Linked DNA regions of Sus scrofa: regions 1 and 3 are each linked to region 2. Evidence: chromatin contacts called from public HiChIP or PLAC-seq data. All regions are on one chromosome and are shown on one strand. Each heading gives the region's core, a stretch centred on a gene start, on an enhancer-like site or on the middle of the called end of the contact. The rest is flanking DNA. Distances are from core to core; before and after follow the strand shown.

What was found. HiChIP or PLAC-seq counts read pairs in DNA pulled down with a chosen protein or histone mark.
Region 1: a contact with region 2 is called in an H3K27ac HiChIP or PLAC-seq map of alveolar macrophages. The contact joins the enhancer-like site here to the promoter of CEP170 in region 2. A contact is called at or near these places in 10 of 47 Hi-C or Micro-C datasets (alveolar macrophages, blood, brain and 6 more) and 2 of 2 datasets of contacts at active chromatin or transcription factors (alveolar macrophages and skeletal muscle).
Region 3: an H3K27ac HiChIP or PLAC-seq map of alveolar macrophages shows a contact between it and region 2. The contact joins the enhancer-like site here to the promoter of CEP170 in region 2. A contact is called at or near these places in 13 of 47 Hi-C or Micro-C datasets (alveolar macrophages, blood, brain and 7 more) and 2 of 2 datasets of contacts at active chromatin or transcription factors (alveolar macrophages and skeletal muscle).

The regions. Positions count from the first base shown.
Region 1 is chr10:16,120,754-16,124,735 of Sscrofa11.1, reverse strand. It overlaps CEP170 (centrosomal protein of 170 kDa), which reads left to right. Exons shown (of 20, transcript XM_021064150.1): 8 at 810-1,286. Among named protein-coding and RNA genes, the nearest start is that of SDCCAG8, 68 kb to the left of the region's middle. Within about 2 kb of position 1,500, at least 8 of the 83 cell types and tissues checked have an H3K27ac peak or open chromatin away from gene starts, as enhancers often do. A contact at or near this core is called in alveolar macrophages, retroperitoneal adipose tissue and subcutaneous adipose tissue, where this site is marked.
Region 2 is chr10:16,189,982-16,194,356 of Sscrofa11.1, reverse strand. It overlaps CEP170 (centrosomal protein of 170 kDa), which reads left to right and starts at 3,080. Exons shown (of 20, transcript XM_021064150.1): 1 at 3,080-3,490. It overlaps SDCCAG8 (serologically defined colon cancer antigen 8), which reads right to left and starts at 3,179. Exons shown (of 16, transcript XM_021064181.1): 1 at 2,310-3,179. The coding sequence starts at 2,376.
Region 3 is chr10:16,103,997-16,108,078 of Sscrofa11.1, reverse strand. It overlaps CEP170 (centrosomal protein of 170 kDa), which reads left to right. Exons shown (of 20, transcript XM_021064150.1): 11 at 3,499-3,648. Among named protein-coding and RNA genes, the nearest start is that of SDCCAG8, 85 kb to the left of the region's middle. Within about 2 kb of position 2,783, at least 3 of the 83 cell types and tissues checked have an H3K27ac peak or open chromatin away from gene starts, as enhancers often do. A contact at or near this core is called in alveolar macrophages, where this site is marked.

The DNA of each region.
Region 1 (3,982 bases), core at 251-2,750, 68 kb after region 2:
CTGAGATCTGTAATTCAGCATTCACCTGGGATTTTTGACACTTAGACACATTCTCCTGTGTGGAGATGTTCATGAATTTCCTTTTGGAATTAACTGGCTAGCAACTGAATTTTCTCCTTTCACTTTGTTTCCCATGGCTGCTTGGTTTGCCGTGCTGCCAGCAGACCACATGTTTTAGCTTTACTCATTTTTTTCTTCTATATAAACTGTATCTGTCTTCTTGGATTACAATTAGTAATACAGTAGTAATGATATGTTTGTCGCTGTAATGTCTCTGAATGTGATGGTGACAAATGGTAAGTGAATCATTATGTCTAGAACATGGCTTATATATTGACATCATGTTTATTTTCTCATTTGAGGACCTGTTCTCCTTTGGAACTTTATTTGTGCTTGTAGATATTTCATATATTTCATCCTCCTTACCTGATGAGGAAATTCATATTTTTTTTTTAGTCTCTCTAGAAATGTACTTTGAGTATGCATCTCTATCTCCATTTGAGTTCAGTTCTTTTTACTTTGATAATTTCTGGATCCAAGTTGGAAAAAATATGTACCTCACCAGGCATGGTCCATCTCTTAACTGCTTCACTGTCTTTTGACATTGCTGCTGCTTATCTTGCATCTCCTATTTGTAACTGAATGCCATGTTTATAATCAAAATTATTTCTCCTCTGTGACATTTGCCATTCTTTCTCATCCAGACTTCCTTCTGATTCTCATGGAATAACACAAGTGGCCATTGCTGTATGCCCTCAAGTGCTAGAAGCTCCCAAATATTTTGAATTTTCTCTTATTTTTCTTATTAGGGTGCAGCATAGATGCCAAGCAAGTTGAGGAACAAGCTGCAGCTGCAAATGAAGAAGTACTTTTTCCTTTCTGTAGGGAACCAAGTTATTTTGAAATCCCTACAAAAGAATTTCAGCAACCATCACAAATAACAGAAAGCACTATTCATGAAATCCCAACAAAAGACACACCCAGCTCCCATACAACAGGTGCAGGGCATGCTTCCTTTACCATTGAGTTTGATGACAGTACCCCAGGGAAAGTAACTATTAGAGACCATGTGACAAAATTTGCTTCTGATCAGCGCCACAAGTCAAAGAAGTCTTCTCCTGGAACTCAAGACCTGCCGGGAATTCAAACTGGAATGATGGCACCAGAAAACAAAGTAGCTGACTGGCTAGCCCAGAACAACCCTCCTCAGATGGTGTGGGAAAGAACAGAAGAGGATTCCAAAAGTATTAAAAGTGACGTTCCGGTTTACTTGAAAAGGTTGAAAGGTAAAGTGAAATGATCATTTCAAAACTTCCTATTTTATGAAAAAGTTCATTCTTCCCAGTAACCAAACTACTATTAGGTAAATAATTATATGGTAGGAAATTTGTGCTTTTTCAAAAGTTTATATTTGATTTTAGAGCAAAGCTGTATGGCCCACATCCAACTTCCTCAATCAGAACAGTCTGCTGCTTTCACTTCCTTGCCAAAACCAGATTGGTTTTATAACTTTATATTTATGTCATTAAAGATGTTTATTTTTCCTGTGGAAATAAAAGAGTCATTCGGTTCACCAGTGGAATTCCCTAGAAGACAGTTCTCATCATTTTCTCGACTTAAGGAAAGGATACACTCAATTCTCTTCTCCATTGTTTGCTTCTCGTAAGATGGCAGGATATAAATTTTGAAAGTTTTAAGCCATTGGATAATGGCTCACACTTCTGCTTTGGCAATACCATCACATTGTTAGCAGAGCGTTGCCAACTATTCTCAGGTTACTCTTAAAACAGATTTTTTTTTTTTTTGCTTATAGATACTGGGAATTAATCGAACTAAGACTTTTTTCACTAGTAAGACTTTTATGAAAACTGCCGTTGAGTGTTTATTGGTGAAATAGTTATTAGATATGTTGTATTAGTATAACCCTTGGCCAGAGTATAACATCTTTTATACCTGTACCTCAAAGTATCAACTGATCAACTTTTTCCATTCATTTTGCCAATTAATTTAGAATTTATTGAGGACAGACTTATGCTATCTTAATTTTATTTAACAAGCTGTCTATAAGGGAAATGATTTCATGTTAATCTAACTATTCTGTTACTATACAAAAAGTTCAAGAGCTTTAAATAAATTCTCTTTGAGGTCAGAGATTATATATCACTTACCTTTTATCTTTAAAGCTTTACCTAGGACTTGAGTATGTGATAGGTACTCAGTAATTGGAATAAACTATGAATGACTTCACTATCATTGACAAGACTGACCCCATTTTAACCTGGACTTTATGCCCTGGGATTCTGATAAACTAATGAAGAAATACCTATTTCTGATTTGTTAGAAATAAGCAGTGAGTGAGATGGTATAGTTACCTAATTCTTTGTCAGGGCCTATTTCTGTATTTAATTATAATCATAAGCAATTAATTACCTGGCATATGAACTTTTGACATGGGATCAGTTTTTTTTTTCTCCTACTTGATAATAATAAATTATAATTGAGGCCTGTATGTGTACATAGATATTAAAGCTCACAAATAAAAGCTACCCATTTGTAAATTGACAATTTTTATGAATTGGATGAATAATACCGATAGCCTTGTATCATATAAAATGTAGCATGATCTTTGAAAATTTAGAAATAACATCATCTTTTTGAAACCACTCTTAATAAATGTCAAAAATGAATGTAAAAGATCCTTTTAAAAGCAACCGTTAAAAGTGCCTTGATTAGGGAGTCCCTTGGTGGCCTAGTGGGTTAAGAATCTGGTATTGTCACTGCCATAGCATGGCTTTGATCCCTGGCCTAGGACTTGCGTGCTGCAAGTGAGGCCAAAAAATGATTTTTTTAAAAAACCACCTTTCTTAAATGCTGTAATTTTAGTCATAATAACTATTTTGTTTTAGCTGTTATTTTGATTCCAAATGGAGGCATTAATGCTCACAGTGTAGCTGTACATTCGTGGTTAGATATTTTAAACCTTTACCAGAAATCATATGAATTACTGTTATCCCTCAGAGCAGATTTATAGGTACATTCTAGTATGTTGCCATTGCCGTTGCTTAGACCCCTTCTTAGGGATTTCCCTTCCGGCCAGTGTACAAACCATCCAAGAAATTGTCTTTGCGAATATAATTTATTTTATTTTATTTTATTTTTTTTGGTCTTTTGTCTTTTTGTCTTTTTGTTGTTGCTATTTCTTGGGCCGCTCCCACGGCATATGGAGGTTCCCAGGCTAGGGGTCGAATCGGAGCCTTAGCCACCGGCCTACGCCAGAGCCACAGCAACGTGGGATCCGAGCCGCGTCTGCAGCCTACACCACAGCTCACGGCAACGCCGGATTGTTAACCCACTGAGCAAGGGCAGGGACCGAACCCGCAACCTCATGGTTCCTAGTTGGATTCATTAACCACTGCGCCACGACGGGAACTCCTATAATTTATTTTTGATCCAAGATCGAGGCACTTTATTTCTTCAGACATATTTATAAAAGACTTTCCCCCAGAGTCAGAGATGCCATCATTAAAGATTTTCCACAAGTTGGGGTATCCAAAATATATATCTGGACTCAAAATATGTGTAAGTATAGCAAATCATAACAATTTCACAATAATTAGACTTTTAGCAACTGCTTAGATCGGTCGAAAACTTGTAAGTAGGCAAAGCAAAGCAAAACAGCTTTGCTCCTGCGGGAATGAGGTGCACACACTTTGGGAAAGGAGATACTGTTCATAAAGCCCAGACGCTTCAGACATTTAGGAGAGTTGTGCTTCTTTTGACCAAGTATAGCTTCTAAATGGGTATAGCTAACCTACCCTAAAAAATACTGAAAGGACTTCAACATTTTTATGTCTGATTAATGATAGACAAAGTAGAAAGCAGCTTGGTGAGAACAGTTGCTAGTGATTTTTTGTTGTTGGTTGAGTAAAAACAGAAATCACAGTTTAGCTCCGATATCTTGTGTAACGCTGAAAAATGCAAA
Region 2 (4,375 bases), core at 1,831-4,330:
GAGCAGCATCACTGGCCTCTGCGCCCTAGATCCAGCGGACTCCTCCCTGCCAGCTGCAGCAACCAAAAATGCATCTAGACATGACCAATCATCTCCTGGGTGGAAAACAGTCACCCCAGATGAGAACTGCTGACTTAAAGTAATAACATGAGAGCTGTTGTTCAGTCCTGAAGAGAGACTTCCCACATTACTACATTTTAACTACGGCCATGTCTTAATGAAGAGTGGGCAGGACAATGGGCTAGTCTGCCACCGTGGTGGGCAGTGTACAAACCCGGGCCATCACTACTGTGAGGAGGTGCTTCTGACCCAGGTGTTAAAGCCGCCATAATTAAGAACTTGGGGGAGTTCCCTCTGTGGCTCGGCGGTCAACAAACCCAACTAGGATCCATGAGGATGCAGGTTCGATCCCTGGCCTCACTCAGGGGGTTAAGGATACGGCGTTGCCACCAGCTGTGGTGTAGGTCGCAGACGCTGCTCGCTCAGATCCTACATGGCTGTGGCTGCGGTGCAGGCTAGTGGCCATAGGTCCGATTCAAGCCTGGGAACTTCTTCTATATGCTGCAGATGCGGCCCTAAAAAGCAAAAAGCGGGGGGAAAAAAAAAGAGCTTGGAATTCATAGTTAGTTTCAACTTGTTTTCAGACCTAAGTACGTGAAACAATAGCTGTACTCTAAGGCCACTTTCTATAACTCCCTTAGGTGGTCACTGCTATTACTATCCCAGCGGGTTTTAATGAAGCTCCCCCATAATCAAGGTTGCTTCAGCAAGTACACAAGTGCATGTCAAGGTACCGTCCCTACTTTTTGGCCTCTGAGGAGTACCACTAAATGAAAAGGTGGAAGACCTTAGCACAAACGGGTGAAATGATTGGTTTAAGTCTTTTAAACATCTCAAAGAGATAATACAATTATTCTTAGTATCTCAAAAGCGTGATTAACTTTATAACTTTATCTCTTTTTTCTGTCCAAACCTGTTTACCATCTGAAAACACCCCTACAATCGCCTAACACTAAACCATTGTTTTGGTTCTACATTACTTCAGGCTTGACTGTTTACTTATAAAATATCCCTTTTTTAGCTGTTAAACCCTGTCTTTTGCTCATTTTACCTCAATGGTTGTAGGGAATAAAAAATGGAGTTCTACTGGCTTTTTATTACTCTGGTAAAAATAATGGTCATAAACGTTAAAACCAAGAGGTTTAAGAAATGCAAAAGAACAGAAAATAGAGTGAATGACGTCTAGGAGAATAATGAATCCTAAAAAAAAAATGTTTTAATGGCCCCACTCGTGGCAATATGGAAGTTCCCAGGCCAGGGATTGAATCGGAGCCATAGCTGCAACTTGTGCTACAGCTGTGGCAACAAGGGATCCTTAACCCACGGTGGAGGCCAGGTGGGTTAAGGATCCCTTAATGAACCTTTGCCTACACAGCAATCCGAGCCTCCACAGTCATTCTTAGCCCACTGCACCACAGTGGGACCTCTAATATTCCTTAATGAAACTTTTAAGGATTAAGGATCCAACAGAGTCATGGCAGTGGCTCAGGTGGCTGCTGAGGCATGGGTTCAATCCCTGACTGGGAACTTACACACACGTCACAGATCACAGGTGTGGCAGAAAGAAGAAAGAAAGAAGCAAGGAAGGAAGACAGAAAGAAAGGGAGAAAGAAAAAACATAGGCTTTTAAGCTTTTAAGGCAGACAAGCCTGACTGAATTAATACCAGGCTCTGCCACTAACCAGCTGGGTCGGCTTTGGCCTAATTTAACCTCCTTGCACCAGGTCCCCAGGTGTAGAAGAGGGTCACTCATAAGACTGTTGTTAAGTTTTAAGTGATTTAATGTGTGTAAATAGCCTGGGCCGCTAAATAGAAGCTGTTGTGACTAAAATAATTATTAGTGTGTTTTTTCCTTGTCCAATAAATCACATCCAACCCAGCATACTATAATTCGAATGTGTAAAAAGAGCGCATCAGAAATGTACTGGATTAAAAAGAGAGATGTAGGGGAAGTGGGCGACACTCATAGAAGCGTCCTAGAGATTTTGCGGGCGTCGGGTGAAAAAGATGCCCAAGACAAGATCAGGGAGTTGGTTCAGGTAACTATGGGAACTATGGGAATCAAGGGAAGCGATGCTGCTTAACCGTAATAACTATTTAGCCTTCCCTCAAAGATCACAGCAACATCCAGCTTCTTCCTCTGCACTCTGGCTTGGGCCGAACCAAGCCGTTAGGAAATGCACCTGGTCAGCTCCCGTCCACGAGACCCTGGTATTAAGGGGTTAGGGCAAAGGTTCGGAGCAACTCACCCCGGAGACTCCGTTGATACTGCCCCAGAATCTCCTCCAGGGTAGAGTTCTCCGAAGATTTCGCCATGCACACACTCGGAGCTCAGAGACGGGAGTTGCGTGGGGTAGTGTCCAGGGTTCTCCTCTCCGAGAATAAGAGGCCCCAGCGCCCCACAGGCGCCCACCCGCTTCCTGCCGCGGCTGTCAACCCGGAGCGCGGAATCCCAGACGCAGCCAGCCGGGCCTCTTCCCACCCACGGGCCCTTGTGGTGGACCTCGGAAATTGTAGTCCTCGTGTTCCGGGATTACTGTCTCAAGTTCCCAGGCGCCCTCCCAAACAAACTACAATTCCCAGAGGGCAACGCGCTCCAAGCTCACGCTTCAGCAGTTTGGCTGCCAGATCTGGTCGCCAAGAGACCGTTTGGAGGCTCCGCCCATTTCTGTAGCGCTGCCTGTCTTGGTCCTGCCTCCATCCCATCGTGTGTTTGGACCATCTGACAGAAAGCACTCACTGAACGCCTTGATTCTTTTAAGTTCGCTAGAATGCAGTTGACCCTTGAGGCGTCTCAAGAACGCAAATAAATTCTACACTCTTCAGCCACAACTTTTGCCAACACCGCCAAATAAATTCTCAGGAAAAAGAAGCTCTGAATCTCCCAAACAGCCTAAATTGTGAAAGCGGCTGACGCTACAAATTTTAGCACACCCAGCTGGCCACCCGACCTCAGTTTGGAGGAGTTGACGCACTGCCCGCTGGGAAATGTAGTCCTTACGGGTTGCGGTCCCAGCTAAAGCCCAGTCCTCCTCATTGTTGAAGCAGGTCTTTGGTGTACGCCTGCGCAGTCGGCAGCTGGCGAGGCCTGTGGGTGAGACCCCCCACACAACCCCTTTTCATTGTCTGTGCTTGGCGCCTGCGCAGTAGAAGTTCGCCGGGACTGGGCCGGAGCAGGGGTAGGGCCGGGCTCTTCGCCCTCTCCCCTGGCGCCTGCGCACTGGGCGGCCGCTCCTTGCCGTTACCGCTATGTGCGGAGCGTGTGTGGAATAACGTTATTGCCCAGCGGCGCGGAGGGGCCAGGAGCTCGATCGCGGCGGCGGCGGCGACGACGAAGACGACGACGACGGGGTGGGGGAGGAAGCTGGCGAGAGACTCACGGGACGCGGCGCGCCCCGCCCCCCGGTCCGGTGCCTCTCAGCAGTGAGGGGTAAGTGATGCACTCTGATGCCGTCGCCGCCGTCTTCCCACATCCTGCTCCTCCGGTTTGCAGCCGGGGCTCGGGCGCGGCCCGCGGCGGGCGGGGTGCGGGCTGGGCGGCGAGGGGCGCTTCCCGTAGGCTCCGCGCGCTGCCCCCGCCCCGGACCCGGGACCCGGCGGGGCCGCCCCTCCCCTCCCCCCCCGCGTCCCCCAGTCCTGCGGCCCGGCTTCCCCGCTTGTGTCCACGTATTGAGTCGTCTGGGCTCTCCCGGCTTTGTGCAGCCGCTCCGCCCAAGCAGTGTGCAGGGGTGCGGGCGGAGCAGTGGAGGGAATGGCTGCGCTGCCGCTGGTGAAGGGATATTTCCCGGTCCGAGCAGCTCGGTGTCGATCCTTATTGTGTGGTTGTTTTGGGGGTGTGGGGTGATTTGGGGGGTCCGGCGAGGAGCCTTTTGGACGCGGTGGGAGGGCGTAGAAGACGTGGTGTCACGCACCCCGCCAGGCGACTGCACCCGCGCAGGCTGTAGCTTGGTAGTAAACCGGGGGAGGAGAAAGTGGCTTCCTGTCGACTTCATTGTCCTGAGATTCAAATGTGGTCTTTGGTATGTGTCCCTTCATTTTATGCAAGGGAAGGAAAAATTAGCAGCTGCCTAACACAGGGCGGGAAGATGTGGGATTTGTATCCCGAGTCATAGAATCTTTGTTTTTTAGTGTGTAGCAGAGTTTTTATTTATTTGGAGAATGTAAAGCTTCTGGAAGACAAGGACAGTGCCTGTCCAAGCCTTGCCAAGGTGATCAATATAAAATTACTAGATGACGATGAAGAATGGACTAGGAAGGGCCTTGACGACGAAGCTGTTGTGTAGCAGGAAAATGAACCGGCGGAATTGTTTTTTTA
Region 3 (4,082 bases), core at 1,534-4,033, 86 kb after region 2:
GGGTTCGTTATCACTGAACCACGACGGGAACTCCACATCTTCCTGATTTCATTCCCTGATATTAGTGACTGTAATTTCTGCATGTGTGTCAAGTGATTTCCATAAGCCTTGGAAACCTCTGCTTTGATTTGAACCAGTACAGATCCTGCTGTCCTTACCCAGGAGGTCCTTGCTTATTGAGGAAAGAGGTGTTCTTGTCTCCTGAGGGTGAGACTTGAGTGCCTTTTTACTTAGACATTTTGATATGATGAGTACGAATGCAGTTCCATTCTTTAGTCGTGATTTTAAAATAAGTGCCCAGCAGCCTGTGGATAACAAGTACCATACATACCTCAGTAACAGGTCCTAAGATTGTTTCAAGTAGCCAATGAGAAATGGATGTGAAATCCCCACATGAGATGCCAGATATCACCTGCACCCATTCAAAGGAAATGCCTGAGGACACGTCCCATAATTCTACCTTCTTACCCTAAACCTAGAGGCTGTGGGAGGGATCACAGGTCACTTCTCAGTCTAGAGATGCTTCTACCCAGACCAGGGGAACTATAGGAGAGGGCACACGAGAGCCACCCCAGCCCCTAAGATCAATAAGCTGTCTGTAAACCGCCAGTCCCAGAGAGCTCAGGGGGTACAAGTTCAAAAAGAAGTTTTTCTGTTCCTACTCCTCCTTCCTCCTCCTGGGAAGAATTAGAAACTGACAGACTTGAGGAGGAGCATCCTATTTAGAGAGGAGGCATCAAGGTTGGGTGGACATCTGATCTCTCCCCCTTTCCCACTTTGGATTTGAGGGACCCTGATCGTATACTTCATCAGGGCGAGGGCTTTAATTGAGCCCTGCTCAGAGTGGGGACGAGAGATTCAGGAGGCTGGGTTGGCATCATTCATTTGAAATACCTTTGAGCCGTCTAGGAGGAGGGAGTTAACAGGTGAGCAGCTGTGCGTAGTTGGTGATTTAAGTGACGCCTCAGGGATATGTGGAATCACCTAGGGACAAAATCTAGAATGAAAAGATGAGAAAATCTAGCAAACTTGGTCTCTGCTTTGAGGAGCTCTCGAGTTCTAAGTATGATATCATATGTCAGATTTTATGTACTTTTTTTGTCTTTTTTTCCTTTTTAGGGCCGCACCTGTGGCATATGGAAGTTCCTAGGCTAGGGTTGAATCAGAACCGCAGCTGGCAGCCTAGACCACAGCCCCACAGGATCTGAGCTGCGTCTGCAACCTACACGGAAGCTCATGGCAACACAGGATCTTTAACCCACTGAGTGAGGCCAAGGATCGAACCCGCATCCTCTTGGATACTAGTTGGTTTTGTTACCGCTGAACCGCCACAGGAACTCCTAGTGTATTTTTTTAGATGTAAAAAGTGTTGCAGCTTTAAAGTATATGGATGGTACAGCTGTTCCTGTCTTCTCTGTTTTCCCATGGAAGTTGTGGATTTTTTGTACTTAGACACAGAAGTGACGACTTCAGTGTCAAGCTGAGCTAGTTGTTAACTGTCATCAATTTTTTAAACACCATCAAAAATATTGGTATGAACTTTGAAGCCTTCTTTACCCATACAGCAGCACCTCGGGTTGTCACTGGTTTGGAAAATAAGTTGTTGCCTCTCTGACAGATGTGCGTCCAGCTATCCCTGAGTCTTTCAGAGGAATCTGTAAAAAGTCACCTGAGAACTGTCTGTACAACTTCAGTCCCCTTCCCTAAGAACTTAGTTCCCTGTGTATGTCTTTGGTTTTCATTTCAAAATAGTGTCAGAGGTGATTTGGAGAGGTATAATATATTTGAAATTGCTGGTACTTAGCTATTTGAGGAAATGAAGTTTTGGAAGTCCATTTTGAGAAGGATTAGAATTAAATAGCATTACATCAGAAATTAACTGAAGTTAATTGATCAATTAACATGGAGAGATACAGCATTATAGGAAATCACATGGGGTTATTTTTATCTTTTACTCTAGATTTTTTTCCAGCAATTACACAAATGAGATAAACTTCAGTAAAGCTGGAGTTCAGTGACTTGAGTTAGAGATAATTTTAAAATTTAAGAAAATCACTAATGATTTAGTAGTTCTAATTCCTTTTTCTTACAAGTGGGGTTGAAGGCAGAGTGCATAGAAAGGTATACTTCGTGTGTTTTACTGCTATTCTTGTTAAACTTCTTAAACTTGTTAATTCTAATGTTTAGTAAAATGAAGCAGTTTTTTTTCACTTCTGTACTGTACTACCGTGTATGATTAAAATTCATATTTGATTTAAAGTTCATAATACACAATTTGTTCTTAAAGCAAGGATCATTTGAATATTGAATGGTTCAACAGAATATTAAACCGTATTTCTTGAAAACCACTTATTGTTGAATAAGTAGTAAGTAATGCCATCTAGTGGTAACATTTTGAAGTTTAGTGAATTTGAAAATCTGATACCTGCATTGCTAAATGTAGACTTCATGATTTACCAGATAGGTGATCGTGTTATTAAAAAATTTTTTAGAAAAATAGTTTAAGGTTTTTTCCTTTTGTTGTAGAAAATGAAGCCTCTTTGGTTATGTTCTAAAGATCCTTTTCTACACAAGGCTAAATCAAACACTTCCTCTTCTTCGTTGTAACAATTAGAGCCCAGCTATGCCTATAAATACAAGTATTGGAAACAAAGTAGGCTTAACAGTAAAACAGAATGTTAAACTTTATTTAATTACAACCTTTTTCCAGTCTGTTTAGCAACATCAGGGCCTACTCTGTGCCAGTAAATGAGTAAGACTCAGGCAATTGCCCTTAAAGGCAGATGACTAATTGTTGGTCTTTATGTTTAAAATATTTCAAAAGTGTTGACCATAAAACAGCCAACAACCTTCTTATTGAAAATGCTCATCTCTGTGAATAGACTCAGGAATCTGCACTTGAAACAGAGTCCTTTACGTTGGAGAATTATGTTATATTCTATGCAAAGTTTGAGGATTATGGTATATTCTATACAAAGATCATACAATAAAATCTGTTATTTAGGACCTTAGAAAATCATAGGTATAAATGCACCTCATCCGTGTAAATGTTAAGCGTTTGTTAGGGAATGAACAGATAAAATCACCCATACCTTTCAGCTTCCAACATGCTTCTCAAAAATAGCAGAGCAAAGAGACAAGCTAAAGTGGTGTGCTATTCTGTCCTAACTCTTGGCATTATTATAATGTTTACTGTTACTAACATCTTTTAACAAATCAGAGGCAATGTCCTGAATATCGCTTATTTATTATTAAATAGAACATTTGCTAAAGGTTAAGAAAGGGTAGTGATGTTTACGTAACGTGCCGCTGCCCTGCTTCCCTTTCCTGCCGTTACACCTATTGGATGCCACCCCGTCCTTAAACAGATTTCCCTCATTACGGAAATTATCTATGAAATTAATTAAAAACATTATTTGCCTCTGATGTTACTAATAATAGTCACCTATTAATCTGATGCTTAGACTGTTCATTTATAAAATAATTTTCTCTTCCTAGGTATTTGGAGTAGATGACAATCAGGATTATAATAGGCCTATTATCAATGAAAAGCATAAAGATCTGGTCAAAGATTGGGCTCTCAGTTCTGCTGCAATAGTAATGGAAGAAAGAAAACCACTGAGTACACCTGGATTTCCCAGCTCAGAGGTATGCATCGCTTCCTATTTTTTACATGCACATAGTATAAATTTGTGTCATTTGTAATTACAGCTGACCCTTGAACAGCACAAGTTTGAACCGCACAGCTCCACTTAACAGGCAGATGTTTCTTGCTAGATACACACTACAATAGTACACAACCCATGCGTGGTTGAACCCAAGGATGGGGACCCGGGGATACAGAGGGCCGACTGCAAAGTTACACATGAGTTTTTGACTGCACAGAGGGTTGGCGCCCCTGTTCCCCCCGACCCCCCTCTTTGTTCAAGGGTCCACTCTATTTAAGCAACTGATACATCCTCTTGTAAAATACTCTTAAAATTAATATTCTTTTGCCAGTGAGGGAAAATGTTAAATTTCAGTAGGCAGCTAATGAGCTATGTGCTCACTGCTCTCCTTGGCATTATGAGATAAAACAAACA